Regions from separate parts of the Sus scrofa genome. Here region 2 is linked to region 1. Evidence: chromatin contacts called from public promoter capture Hi-C data. All regions are on one chromosome and are shown on one strand. The core of a region is the stretch at or near the end of the contact, and the rest is flanking DNA. Distances in the headings are between cores, read along the strand shown.

The links. Promoter capture Hi-C pulls out the DNA fragments that hold promoters and counts their contacts.
Region 2: a promoter capture Hi-C map of liver shows a contact between it and region 1, with 5 times the contacts expected there. The contact joins the promoter of GABARAPL1 here to the promoter of SMIM10L1 in region 1. A contact is called at or near these places in 1 of 5 promoter capture datasets (liver) and 1 of 2 datasets of contacts at active chromatin or transcription factors (alveolar macrophages).

The regions. Positions count from the first base shown.
Region 1 is chr5:61,161,927-61,169,444 of Sscrofa11.1, reverse strand. SMIM10L1 (small integral membrane protein 10-like protein 1) reads left to right here and starts at 5,998. Exons shown (of 1, transcript XM_003355574.4): 1 at 5,998-7,518. The coding sequence starts at 6,334. The coding sequence ends at 6,540.
Region 2 is chr5:61,764,414-61,771,469 of Sscrofa11.1, reverse strand. It overlaps GABARAPL1 (GABA(A) receptor-associated protein like 1), which reads left to right and starts at 4,043. Exons shown (of 4, transcript NM_001190287.1): 1 at 4,043-4,243. The coding sequence starts at 4,154.

The DNA.
Region 1 (7,518 bases), core at 4,749-7,248:
ACATTATAATTAGGAGTTCCCATCGTGGCACAGTGGAAACTCATCTGACTAGAAACCATGAGGTTGTGGGTTCTATCCCTGTCCTTGCTCAGTGGGTTAAGGATTCAGCATTGCCATGAGCTGTGGTATAGGTCGCAAACAAGGCTTGGATCCAGCGCTGCTGTGCCTCTGGTATAGGCCGGCAGTTACAGCCCCGATTCGACCCCTAGCCTGGGAACCTCCATATGCCACGGGTGCAGCCCTAAAAAGACCAAAAAAAAAAAAAAAAAAGAAAGAAACACATTATAATTAAATTGTGTAAAGTTAAAGACAAGGAAAGAGTCTTAAAATCAGCAAGAGATAAACAACTTATGAACAGGGAACCCCATAAGACAGTCAGCAGATTTATCAGCAGAAACTACAGATGGAAGGGAATGGCATTAAATACTGAAAGTGCTAGAACAAAGAAAAACCCTGCCAACCAAAACACTTCACTCAGGAAAAAAAAATCTGTAACTATGTATGGTGTAGATGTTAACTAGACCGATTGTGGTGATTACTTCATGTTATACACATATATCGATCATATCATTATGTTGCATACCTGAAATTAATATAAAGTTATATATCAATTATATCTCAATTTTTAAAATTTTTAATAAAAAAGAATACCTAGCAAAGTTGTCCTTGACAGAGAGATAAAGAACTCTCTAGACAAGCAAAAGCTGAAGGACTTCATCCCCACTAGTTCAGCCTTACAAGAAATGTCAAAAGGACATCTTTAAGCTGCAACAAAAAGAAGCTAATTAGTAACAGGAAAATATATGAAAGTATGTCTCACTGGTAAAGGTCTGTCTCTCTCTCACACGTGTGTGTGTGTGTGTGTGTATGTGTTGTGTATGGTTAAATTCAGAATATTCTAATGTTATAATGGTGGTGGGTAAATCACCTATAAATTCAGTATGAATGTTAAAAGACAAAGGTATTAAATGTAACTATAAACACAGCAATTTGTTAATGGATACACAAACTAAAAAGATGTAACTTGCGTCATCAAAAACATAAAACATGGGGTATGGAAAGTAAAATTGTAGAATTTAAGTATGATTTTAAAGTTAATTGTTATCACCTTAAAATAGGCTGTTAAAAATATGTTTCATGTAAGCCTGGCAACCACAAAGCAGTATATTATCTATTGATAACCTATATAATAGTAGGGGAGGGACTTCAATACCCAATTTCAATAATGGACAGATTATACCAACAGAAAATCAGTAACGATACAATGGACTTATACTATATGTTGGTCAGATGGACTTAGCAGACATTTATAGGACATTCTACCCAACAAGAGCAGAATACACATTCTTCTCAAGTACACATGGAACATTCTCCATGATAGATCATGTTAGGCCACAAAACAATTCTTAGCAATAAAAGGAAAACTGGAAAATTCACAAATGAATGAAGACTAAACAACATGCTCCTGAACAATCAATGGATCAAAAACGAAATCAAAAATGAAATCAAAAAATATCTTAAGACAAACAAAAGCAGAAACACAATATATCAGGGAGTTCCTATTTTGGTGTAGCGGAAACAAATCCAACTAGGAACCATGAGCCTGCAGGTTTGATCCCTGACCTCGCTCAGTGGGTTAAGGATCCAGTATTGCCATTAGCTGTGGTGTATAGTCTGCAGACACAGCTCAGATCTGGCATTGTTGTGGCTGTGGTGTAGGCTGGCAGCTACAGCTCCGATTCAACCCCTGGCCTGGGAATATCCATATGTCACTGGTGTGGCCCTAAAAAACAAAAAAACAAAAAAAGAAACACAATACATCAGAACTTGATGCAACAAAAACAGTTCTAAAAGGGAAGTTCATACCAATAAATTCCTACATAAAGAAAAAAAGTTATCAGAGTTCCTGTCATGGCTCAGCAGTTAGCGAACCCGACTAGCATCCACGAGGACGCAGGTTCGATTCCTGGCCTCGCTCAGTGGGTTAAGGATCCAGCGTTGCCATGAGCTGTGGTGTAGGTCGCAGTCATGGCTCAGATCCAGCATTGCTGTGGCTCTGGCATAGGCCAGTGGCTACAGTTCTGACTGGCCCCTAGCCTGGGAACCTCCATGCCCTAAAAGACAAAAAGACCAAAATAAGAAAAAAGAAAAAAGTTATCAAACAACCTAATATACCTTAAGGAACTAGGAAAAGGAAAACGAACTAAATCCAGAGTAAGTAGATTAAGGGAAACAATAAAGATAAGAACAAAAATTAAAATAGAAATTATAAAGAAAATAGAAAAGCGCAATAAAATTAATACTTGATTTTTAGAAAAGATAAACAAAATTGACATTTTCTTAGACTAAGAAAAAGAAGAGAGACTAAAGTAAGTAAAATTATGAATGAAAAAGAAAACATTACCCCTGAAACACAAAAATACCAAGGATCATAAGAAATTACTATGAACAATTATATGCCAACAAATTAGACAACCCTGAAGAAATCAATAAATTCATAGAAATATACACTCCATCAAGACTGAATCAGAGTTTCCATTGTGGCTCAGTAGGTTAAGAACCCAATACAGTGTCCATGAGAATATGTGTTCAACCCCTGGCTTCGCTCAATGGGCTAAGGATCTGATGTTGCCACAGCTGTGGTGTAGGCCTGTAGCTGCAGCTTCAATTTGACCCCTAGCCTGGGAACTTCCATATGCCACAGGTATAGCCCTAAAAAGAAAAAAAACAAAAATGAACATGAAGAACATCTAAACAAACCAATTACTAGTAAAATTGAATCTGTAATCAAAAACCTCAAAACAAACAAAAAGTCCAGGTCCAATTGGTTTCACTGGTGAATTATACCAAATATTCAAAGAAGAATTAATACCAATCCTTCGCAAACCCTTCCAAAACACAGAAGAGGAGGAAACACTTCCAATATTCATTTTAAGAGATGACCATTACCTTGATAGCAAAGTTAGACAAGAACACTACTGGAAAAGAAAATTACAGGTCAATGTTCCTGTTCACAGGTCATTTGAACATGAATGAAAAATCCTCAACAAAACATTAGCAAACTAAATTCAACAGCACATTAAAAGGATTATACATCATGATTAAGTGTGATTTATTCCTCAGATGAAAGGATGGTTCAGTAATACACTGCATTAACACAATGGAAGGTAAAAAAAATTATATGATCATCTCAGTAGATGCAGAAAGTGATTTGACAAAATCCAACATCTATTGATGGTAAACTTGCAACAAACTGGATATAGAGGGAATATATCTCAACTTTATATGACAAGCCCACAGTTTTTCAATGGTGAAAAGCTAAAAGCTTTTCTTCTAATATCAGAAACAAAACAATGATGCCCAATCTCACTTTTATTCAGCACAATAATGAAAGTCAGCCATAACAATTAGGCAAAATAAAAAATAAAAATCATCCAAATTGAAAAGGAAAAGGTAAAACTGTCTTTATTTGCAGATAGCATGATATTAAATGCAAAAAAAACCCCTAAAAATCCCACCAAAAAAAAGCCCTACTAGAATTAAGAAATTCAGTAAACTTGTAAAGATACAAAATTAATATCCAAAAATCAGTTGCATTTCTATACAATAAGCAATGAACTATCAGAAAGAAAAAATAAGAAAACAATCCCATTTATCACTGCATCAAAAAGAATAAAATACCTAGGAATATATTTAATGGGGTTAAAAAAATCTGTACACTGAAAACTGCAAAACATTGATAAAAGAAATTTAACAAGACATTGATAAAAGAAATTGAATAAAATGAAGATATATGTAAGTTGAAAGCTATTCCACACTCATGGATTGGAAGAATTATATTGTTAATATGTCTGTATCATTACAAGAGATCTATAGGTTGAATGCAATCTTAAAATAGAATCTTTCACATAAATAGAAAAAAATCTTAAATTTTCTATGGAACCACAAAAGGCCCTGAACAAAGCAATCCTGAAAAAGAAGAACAAAGCTGAGAGTATTACAAATCCTGATTTCAAACTATAGCACAAGCTGTAATCATCAGAGCAAATGGTATTGTCATAAAAAGATACATAGTTCAATGGAATCGAATAGAAAGCCTGGAAATAAACATAAACATATACACTCAACTAATTGGTCAATATTAGAATAATATTGGCAAATTCTTTTTAAAAAGGAGTTGATAATTTGCCAGTAAGGTACTTTGAAGATCTGCTGCAGCTCACCTTAAAACTTTTTCAAAGCATCATTAAACTAAAGCCAAGAGAAAGTAATAAACTGGGAACACAGGGTTAACAATAGAAGGTTAAGAAAGACTAGGAAAGGGTTAATAGGTATCGTCTAGAGAAATAGTTTAAGACATGTTCCTGCTGAAAGCTTACTTACATGTGCCTACTTGGCAAAGAGTGTGGATGGGTCACTTAAGTCCTAAGATCACGGGACAAAATAAAAACCACAACCATGTAAAATACTGGTCTTGTCCCACCCTCCACTGCCAGTTTCACTTGATAGAAATCTTTCGTCAGCTCTACAGCATTAATGAGTAGGAGCTGGAGATTTGTGATTGCTCTTCTTTGAGTAGTCCTTTCCAAATGGAACAGGACATCAACCTAGCCATGTTGGAAGTAAAGGGCTGCTTCACTTCCAAACTAGAAAACAGGGTCTTCATGGAGTTAACCAGAGCTGAAAGGGGCATGGGGGTGTGCAGAACACTGGAAAAGAATGAGTCCACGGTGTTATGGAGTTAGAAATGGAAGACCCAAGGACTTAATGACTTCTGGGACACAATACCTCTAATAGTCTTTCAATTTTCAGAAAGGGTAAATTGTACTTCTACACTGGCACTATACACCTCCTGGTTTTCAGAGTTGTCATTCATTTTACACTACTCTTCAGTCTCTATATCTGTATTTTAGAAGTTGTCTTAGGTAACAGGTAATCAGTTCCTCTAAGTGCTGTCTAGTCGCTGAGTTAGTATTGACACAGCAAAGTAGCAAAAGAAATTCTAGCTGAGGATACTTGAGTTTTATAAATCACACAATGCACGTTATTTGTACCAATCTTAGCAAAAGAAATCCTAGCTGAGGATACGTGAGTTTTACAAATCACACAATGCACATTATTTGTACCAATCTTAGCAAAAGAAATTCTAGCTGAGGATACGTGAGTTTTACAAATCACACAATGCATGTTATTTGTACCAATCTTATCATGAGTATGATGTACAGAAAGAGAAGTCTTCTGGAACACATTAATTGTGCTTTGAATATTTACAATTATTCAGTGAAGGGTGAGATGTGGGATATTTCATCAACAATGCTTTTCAGAACTAGACTGAGCTGAAGGTTATGATCAGGGTCACATTTCTGAATAACTCATGAAAGTAGAGGTTGTTTATAAGGAAAAAATACAGTGCTTACTAGTTTAAGAGATTACAGAGGATAATGAGGTGGGCATTATTTGAACACCAGAAAAATATGTGGTTAAGAACCATCCAGTATGATGTTACCCTAAGCCTATTCAGAGTTTGGGAGTAAAGGTAAGTAGTATTCCAAGCATTAGGGCCCAGCCACATATTTTATAGGTGCATCTTCATGCAGAAATGATACAAGCCTCCATACCTAATAAGGACTCTTCATAGGTTTACACGGGTAGGAATTTGATATTGTGTATAACATGTACTGAAAAAAGTATATACGTGTATATGTGTATTTGCTTAAATATGTAATTTCTGACACTTGCAATTGAAATAGTCGTTATAATAAACCCACCGCCCAATATTGTGATCCTTTTACGTTATAGTATGTTCTGAATACAAAACCTTTGTGCCCAAACTTGTATACGATCATCTTGCCCTGATATTAAAGTTAATGTTATTAAATCAAAAGGGTAAGATTTCTGGTTCGCAGCCCAAATCACAAAGCAGACAAACCTGAGTTTTAACGTAGGCTTTGGACTGTACCCTATGGAAAATTACAGAATTCTACTTTTTTTTTTTTCATTTTAAAGTGAAAAGAGTATGTAAGGCTGTTTGTATCTGCTATAAAAAATAACTGTATAGCATATATATGAATAACCCCTCGGACCTACCAACAGTTAAACTCTAAATGCGGAATATCATTTTAAGCAGCAGACAGGAAGGGGCGGAGCGCCAGCGGCTGCCCCCGGTCTCCGCGCCGCTTGGGAAGTAGCAGCGGCTGCGTGAGGAGCGAGAGTGAGCCAAGCGGCCGCTTAGCCCCTGGCGCCTCGTGATCAAGGCCGTCAGTCGGGGGTTCGCGGGTGGGCGATCACCCTCGGCTCCAGGCACAGCACCGGGCGAGCGGCGATAACCGGTCCATGGCTACTACGTCGGCTCCGTCATCCTTGGCCCTGAGGGGCCCGACCCAGGCCGTGGCCCCCAGCTCGTACGGCGTCTTCTGCAAGGGGCTCTCCCGCACCCTGCTTGCTTTCTTCGAGCTGGCCTGGCAGCTGCGCATGAACTTCCCCTACTTCTACATCGCGGGCTCCGTGGTCCTCAACATCCGCTTGCAGGTACACTTCTAGAGCCCTGAGTAAGCAGCCAGTACCACCGGCCTGCATGATGGCCGACTCCCAGGCGCCTCCGCGGCGCGGCGGAGCTGAGGGCGAGGAGCCCCGGTATCTCGCGAGAGTGCCTGGCCACGGTCGGGGCTGCGCTCTCCGCTTTCAGCCCGTCTCCCTAACTGCGTCTGCCTCCAAAGCGCTGGCGAAACGAGGAAGAGGTACGCGACTCCAGGAATAGAAAACTTCAGTTAAGACCCACGACGGTGTTTAAGAAGCTGTGCGTCTTTAAAACAAACGAGACAAGCAAGATGCGTTATAAAAAGGGAAGGCTACTAAGAGACTGGATTATAAACAGGACATTGAATGACTTACAAGCTTAAGATTTTAAGACTATAACGTGCAGGCATAGGTTTTCTTTATCCCACAAAAGAAAACACATCATCAGAAACTTTCAGTGAGGGAGTTTCCTGGTTGACTAGTGGTTAGGATTTGCTGCTTTCACCGCTCCTGTGGCTGGAGTTCAATCCCTGGTCCTAGAACCGAGATCCTACATCAAGCCCTGCAAGCTGTGGCCAAAAAGAAAAGATACTTTTATTAAAACAACAACAAAACAAACTGTACAGGAAATGCATCCTTCAGATACCAAACAATGTAAAGTGCAGCAAGATTTGGATCAGAGGGTTGGAGTGTAAGAAAGTGGCTTCCATTTCAATGTCCCTATAAGTAGCATGCAGTTCAAAGACCTTGGAGCCAAAGAGAAGGAAATCCAGGCATAGCACAAAGCTTGGCGATTTATTGAATAGCATTTAAATAATGTAAATGCTATTTATGTTCTTCATCTTTTTAAAAGGATACTTAATTATGGTTACAAAGTTGAATGCAAGTGTTGTCAGCCTTAATGGTGTAAAAGCAGTTTCCAGTGAGGATGGAGGGAGGAGGTACATGGAATGGTGGTGGAGTCCTTATAAAATGGAAAGTTGGGAGATACCGTCTGTTGTT
Region 2 (7,056 bases), core at 2,794-5,293, 600 kb before region 1:
CATACTCCCTGCCCCCCAAAAAAACAGAATTAATGGGTGTTATATTATCTAATGTATGATACATCATTACCAAATGTGCTTTGACAATGATAAGCACGCAATGTTTTGAAAGCCCATGAAAAGGATACAGAAAGATCCAAGCAAATGAAATCAAAAAGATATCCTGGAGAAGGTGATGCCTGTACTAAATCCTGAGTGATTCATAGGAATTAGAAGAAAAAAAAATAGGAGGAGAAAATGTTTTCACAGGAAGAGCCTTTGAGAATATCTCATGGCCGGAAACAAAGGCAACACTAGGGGAAGAAGGAATTTAAGTCAGTTAGTATGCCTGGAACAGAGAGTGCAAAGGAGGACATGGCTGAGGCTACAGTGATAAACAGCAGCCAGATCCTAAGTACTCCATTTCCCTACTAAGGAATTTGAACTTTTCCCAACCACTATAAAGAATCTCTGACCACTGAAAGATATTAAGAAGACAAATGGTAGGATGAAATATGGTTTAATTATAATTATTCTAGCATCAGTTAGCATTTTCTTCTCTATTGCCTCAAAACAATAAAGATAAAACTCAAGACTAATTACACATGGATTTGAGTAATAACAGTGGTTTGAAAATAAGTCCACATGGAGTTCCCATCGTGGCTTAGCAGTTAGCCAACCAGGCTAGCATCCATGAGGACGAGAGTTCGATCCCTGGCCTTGCTCAGTGGGTTGGGGATCCGCGTTGCTGTGAGCTGTGGTATAGGTTGCCAACACGGCTTGGATCCCGGATTTCTGTGGCTGTGGTGTAGGCTGGCGGCTACAGCTCTGATTCACCCCCGAGCCTGGGAACCTCCCTATGTCACAGGCGCAGCCCTCTGCCCTAAAAAGACAAAACAAACAAACAAACAAAAAAGTCCACAGATTCTTTAACATTCCTTCCATCTGGAGGAGGCAGGGCCTTGGAGAATGGTCCATCACTCACCTCGGGACGTCTTGGTTGCTTCCAAGTTTGGACACACATGAAGACGGCTGCTATAAATACCTGTATGCTGGTTTTCACGTGGACAGAAGTTTTCGACTTCTTTGGGTAAATACTAATGTTGGGGAGGAAGAAATTGTCTTCTGCCCTTTTAGGTTCTTCTGGCTGGTCTCAGAATTAAATTGACATGAGACAGATTAACAGGAGAAAACCAAAGAGAAGTTTAATAACACGTCTACACCGGAGAGACCCAGGAGAACTGAGGAACTCACCAAAATGTCCCAAGCCCTCACTTTAAATACCTCCCTCGGCTAAAGACAAAAGGGGATGTTGAGGCTGGGGAGAGTCATTTACTGGAGAGTCCTTTGCCAGGCAAAACATAATAGAAAGGGTAAGGTGATTATGCAGATGTAAGTCCTCAACTTCTGTATTAATAAGAGAGTTTCTAAGGATTTGGTCACGGTCTTCTTCTAGGTACAAGGAAGACACCCTTATAAAGGAGACTTTCCTTACAAACGTAAATGCTACTTACAAAAGGGTAACTCTCCCTTGCTTCCCCCCACCTGCTCTTTTTTTAGAAAACAACCCGCTTAAAATAACTAATATGCCATAGATATTTTTTGGGGTAGCAAATTCTGCTCTTTGACACTAAGTGGTTGATTGTAGTCTTGTATTGCAAGAGTATGTTATGATTTCTTTTTCTTTTTCTTTTTTTTTTTTTTTTTTTTTGTCTTTTTGCTATTTCTTGGGCCGCTCCCACCGGCATATGGAGGTTCCCAGGCTAGGGGTCCAATCAGAGCTGCAGCCACCAGCCTATGCCAGAGCCACAGCAACGTGGGATCCGAGCCACGTCTGCAACCTACGCCACAGCTCAAGGCAACGCTGGATCGTTAACCCACTAAGCAAGGGCAGGGACCGAACCCGCAACCTCATGGTTCCTAGTTGGATTCGTTAACCGCTGCGCCAGGACGGGAACTCCTGTTATGTTTTCTAAGAAGCCATCAGTTTGTCTTCCAAAGTGGGTGTACCATTTTCCATTCTCATCAGCAATGAAGGTATGTCCCTGAAATGTGAACTTTTCAATATAGTATTTTGTCCTTGGTTAAAAAGGGAATTTGGAAACATTTTTATCAGATTGAATGTTTTAATTTATAAAATTAACTTCTGTATAATATTTTAAGAGTTCTGCTACAAGGAAAGAAAACAAGCTTTGGGGGCTGACAGATTGGGCAGTGTTAAGATAAAGTGTTAGCATTTAGAAAAGCCTTAAGGCAGAAAGATCAACTTAAATTTCATTTCCAAATTATTGTCCATATATAAATTGACAGTGGTTAAATAAAAGTAAAAATCAGCTTTAAACTACCTATGATTGTTTTCAGTAGATTTGAGAGGAAAAAATATTCTTAAAAAATATTGATCTCCATGGTAATTATTTCTCTCAATTTGTTTTAAAGTACTCTTTTGAGACATTTAGCTATATTTGGGTCAAAGCTCAAATGATCTAAAACGTTCAATTTGAAAATAAGGATTAAATATTATAAATGTATTATGTGATAAAAGAATTCCTGGATTTTCATACAAAATAAGGTTTGAAAAATGCCGTGCTGCAGGGAAAAATAATTAGCATCAAAAAGTAAGGCCATGCCATTTTTCTTCCTTGTTTTAATAATGCAACCTAGTTTCTTTTACTTTGTGGGTTTGTTTTTAATTTTCATTATTAGTTTTTTTGGCCACACCCATGTCATGTGGAAGTTCCCCTGGCCAGGGATTGAACCTGTGCCACAGCAGTGACAATACTTGATCCTTAACTGCTAGGCCACCAGGGAACTCCCGTGGGTTTGTTTTTTTAAATCAGATACTGAGGCCTTGATTAGAGAAGACAGGTGAATAGGCCTGCTGTTGTCTAATATGCTTTTTTAGAACTTCCTAGACTTGTTTAGGGCAAAGCAGCTCTTCACTCTTCATCTCTTCCTCATTCTTTTTTACCCTTTACAATATCTGTTGCTCCTCCACTACAGATCCCTGGAATCACCGTCCTTACTAGAGGTTGGAAAGGCCTTTGTCTTTTGATTCTTTGCTGAGAAAGAGGGGGCTGGTCTTCCACCCGCCTTCAAGGAGCACTTTGTATTCACCTTAGGAGAGGAATACTCTCCTCCGGTGCACTTCTGCATTAGGAGGAAAAAAATGCTTGAGGATTGCTGGGTTAAACACTGGAATCGCTTTATATTTTATTTTCCCAAAAGACAGATCCAACTTCTGGCTTAATAGGAGAAAGCAAATCATTTCTATCTCTAAACTTGCTTAAAGCCCTTAGCAGTCGTGACTGACATCACTTCTCTGGACCTTGATGACACCTCGTGCCCTTCACCTTATAGAAATCCTCTTCAAATCCCTGAGTCACGCTCTGTTTATGTTGCTGCTCTAGGAACAAATTGCTGCAGGGACCCAAACAGGATGACGCCAGCGTGGTGAAGGAGGGGTCACCGTTCAGGGAGCCAGCCCAGCACCCAAGGTCAGGGGAGAGGGCCATCCAAAGGACGAAGGGCAAAATGCAAGCACCGGGCACTTGAGCGTTGGCCCGAGGTATCTCAGGACCTCTGTCTCTGCCTTTCCCAGACTTCAGATCCCAACAAGCTGAAAAAAACTGGATGTCGCCATCTGCATTTGTTTTGAGGGCCCAACCAAGAAACGGCCAAAGAGAGGGAAGAAGACATTTTTAGAACACTTTTTTGGTTTTAAAAACACACTTAACGTCACAGTTCCAATAAAATAAGAGGTGAAGATTGCTCTGTTTGCAAGCAACTCGATTTCGAGAACGTTAAGAGTGAAGGAGAAAACACTGAAACGGACCTAGCTCCTGCCCACCCCCAACCGCGGTCGCCAGAACCCTGGGGGCGGGCTGGGGGCGGGGCTTCGTGACGTCACAAGATACCCGCGCCGCCGTGTTGTTTTTGTGTTCCCAGCTGCCGGGAAAAGCCGCCGGGAATTCTTTACCTGGCCGTCCCCTACCTCTAGACGACCCGAAGCCCCTTCGGAAAGCTGTGCGGGGAGGCGTAGCGACCGGGGCTGGCCTTTCGGAAGCGGGTCTGAGGCACATTGCGGTTTGGCCGAGGGAATCAAGACGGGAGAGACGCGTTTGTCCGCGAGGGAGGCAGGCCCCGTCCGGGGATCTTAGAAACCCTGCGGTCCATCATGAAGTTCCAGTATAAGGAGGACCATCCCTTTGAGTATCGGAAAAAGGAAGGAGAAAAGATCCGGAAGAAATATCCGGACCGGGTCCCCGTGAGTGTGCTGGGGAGGGGGAGGGGGAGAGAGGCGGGGGGGGGGATGAGCCGGGGGCGGGGAAGTCGTGATGGCTATCCGAAGGCACAGAAGAAGGGTGATCCCTAAAATTACCTAACCTGAACGCCCTTCACTACGAGGAGAGCCAGTGGAATGAACATTGAGACTGCGGCCCGTTTAAAACCCATTTCCCCAGGGTCAGAACCCATCCTTGGAGCTGACCGCAGTTTTAGATTGGAACGTACGTTTGAGTGACTCAGCAGTATTCAGAGGATGTGTGGGTTGGGATGTCCTCAAAAAGGGACCCTTTTGTGCGAGAATGATGAGGTGGAGATCATCCGTTTGCTGCCTTTAAGACAGCATGGAAATTAAGGGAACACAGAGAGGATTTGCTGTCATCAGTTTCGGCCTTAGGTAGTTATCCGTTAATCAGGTGGACTTTGATCCTCATAGCATTGGGTTTGGGAAGGAAATGTTCCGAAGCCAGTGGATATTTTATTTTATTCTGTGAGGATTAGAAAAGGTGGGGGGGGGGGGCGTCGCAAGACAGGCCTGGCCCAGAAAACAAGGTCACGTTCTCTGCGCAGCAGCAGCCAGATTGCCTCATCATTCTTGGCTACGGGGTGTGTGGGGGCAGCCATCCTTCCTCCGGTATTTATTCTGAACACATTGTACCTGGTCACAGTAAGGAAGGGCTGAGACCTTTTTTTTCTTGGATTTTGGACGCTGGTTTATGTAATAGGAACTAGTGCAGGCAGTGAGGAGGAACAGAAGAAATATTAAGGTGTCGTTCTGCATCCGGGCGTTTTTCCCATCACCCCCTTCCACTGCCTCCTGCCTGGTTTTTCTCTAATGTGGGCTGCGCAGCCCAGTTGGAAGGCAGAAATCTTTAAAGTGGGGTAGAGGAAACTACCACCGTTGAGTTTTGGAGATGAGAAACCAGAGACTAGAGAAACTAGAAACTAGAGAGTGTGCTCTTTATCTGCGGGCAGGGAAATTAGGATAAATACTACGTATAATTTACACGTAAAGGAATTGCGATTTTCTGATTGTGAATGGTACTCCCGTCCTTTCCAATCCTCATTTAACTTTCATGTTCTTACAGCACCCACCAGCGACCTGGGCTTTATAAAGCTCTTGCAGTCCTTTTCCTATAAAGTAGAGGAGACGTTAGGGCCATTCCATTCCCCAGGAATTACATACAAAAGGGTTTTCAGCTAAAAAAAAAGAGCCAGCCTTATTACCCAGTAAAGGATCCTTCACAGGTTACTTTCCTGGTCTCTGAACCTTGAATGACTGCTTTGAAAATTTTCCCCCAAGAAAGGTGATACCCATGCTTGTCTTGAAAATGACAACTAACTTTTATTGCTAGCTTACCAGGTACCTGGGAGTATTCTCAGAGCTCTGTCTAATATTCATTCACTTAGTCCTCCCAGCATTATAACCCCATTCTGCAGGTGAAGGACCGAACCCAGAGAAATGAAGTCACCCCCTAAAAGGTCTCACAGGGCTGGTATGTGGCAGAGCTGGGAACCCCCACCCTGGCTGTTGGGCCTCCCATGCCATCTATTTTCTCAGTGTCTAATGCAGTTCTATTAAGCAGAATTATTTTAAATTCAAATACCTCACACTGTTAGGTATTGGAAATAGCAGAGTAAACTGTAGTTGCCCTTAAGAGTTCACAGATGGTGGTATGATGGTAGAAAAGCGTCCCAGTCAGCAGAACGGCTACCGTTTATTCAGAACTCTCTCAGTATAAAGCTCTGTTCCAGTGGTTCTGTGGAAGTCACAGACTCAGAATCATAGCTATTCCTAAATCAAGTTAAATTTTCCATATACTTCCTCAAAACAGCCGTTTCCATTTTAGTCATTTCCATGCATTCACCCAGAATATTTCAGCTAATCCCCCCAATTTTATTTTTTTCCGCTCATTGTCTGGTGTTAAGTGTTTTACCTCCGTGATAAAATGTAAGGTAACATGGCCATCGCGTAGATCTCATGATTCCTCCAGTTAGGTTTTAACCAGCCATCATCCTTCCAGCCCGTTCCTTAGATGTTCAGCCTCTGGCCCTCTTTCTAGTTGTGACACAAAAGGAGCTCTGCTCTGAGTTCTGGGATTTGGTGCTGGTTCTGAGCTGAAGCCTGAATCTGGCTGGCTGTGCCGAAGGATCCTGTTTACAGACAAGTGGGTTAGAGTAAATAATTTCTAAAGCCCTTTTCCGCCTGACCAGAGTGTTGTTAAAGCAGTCACGTACCCTGACTGCTCACGTGACTTGGGTTTAGCCTCTGCACATCTCTAGAGCTGCCATCCAGAAAAATCGGCATGCTTGTGCCTTGAGACAGAGGGTGTCATGGGATTTTGAAATTATCTTTATAGCGACAATGAAGTGAAAACCGGCAGTAAAGCAGGAAAATACTTGGGAGAGATGGTGTGCTTTTTTGAAAATTCATGCACAGTCCAGCCCTGTGGAGTATTAGCCACATCTCACAGATAGGAAAACAAGAGACCCAAACAGGCAAAGCATCTAGCCCAGGGCCCCTCGTTAGGGAGGAGCAGAGCTGGCATTCCTGGGAAATGTGGATATTTTATGGTAAATGAAAGCCTTAATGGTTCCCCCTCCCCTCCTGTTCCCTAAGATCCCACTGTCTCCTCCCATTGTCACAGTTGCACTTGGTTTTGTTGCTGTCTTTCTTGGCTCCCTTCTTGTGGTTTCCATCTCTGGTTGATTGGGGCTGGAGCTGCCAGGTCTCTGATTCCTGCCTGACACAAGGCTGTGCGCCCTCCCCCTTCGATTTTATTTACCTGCTTCCTC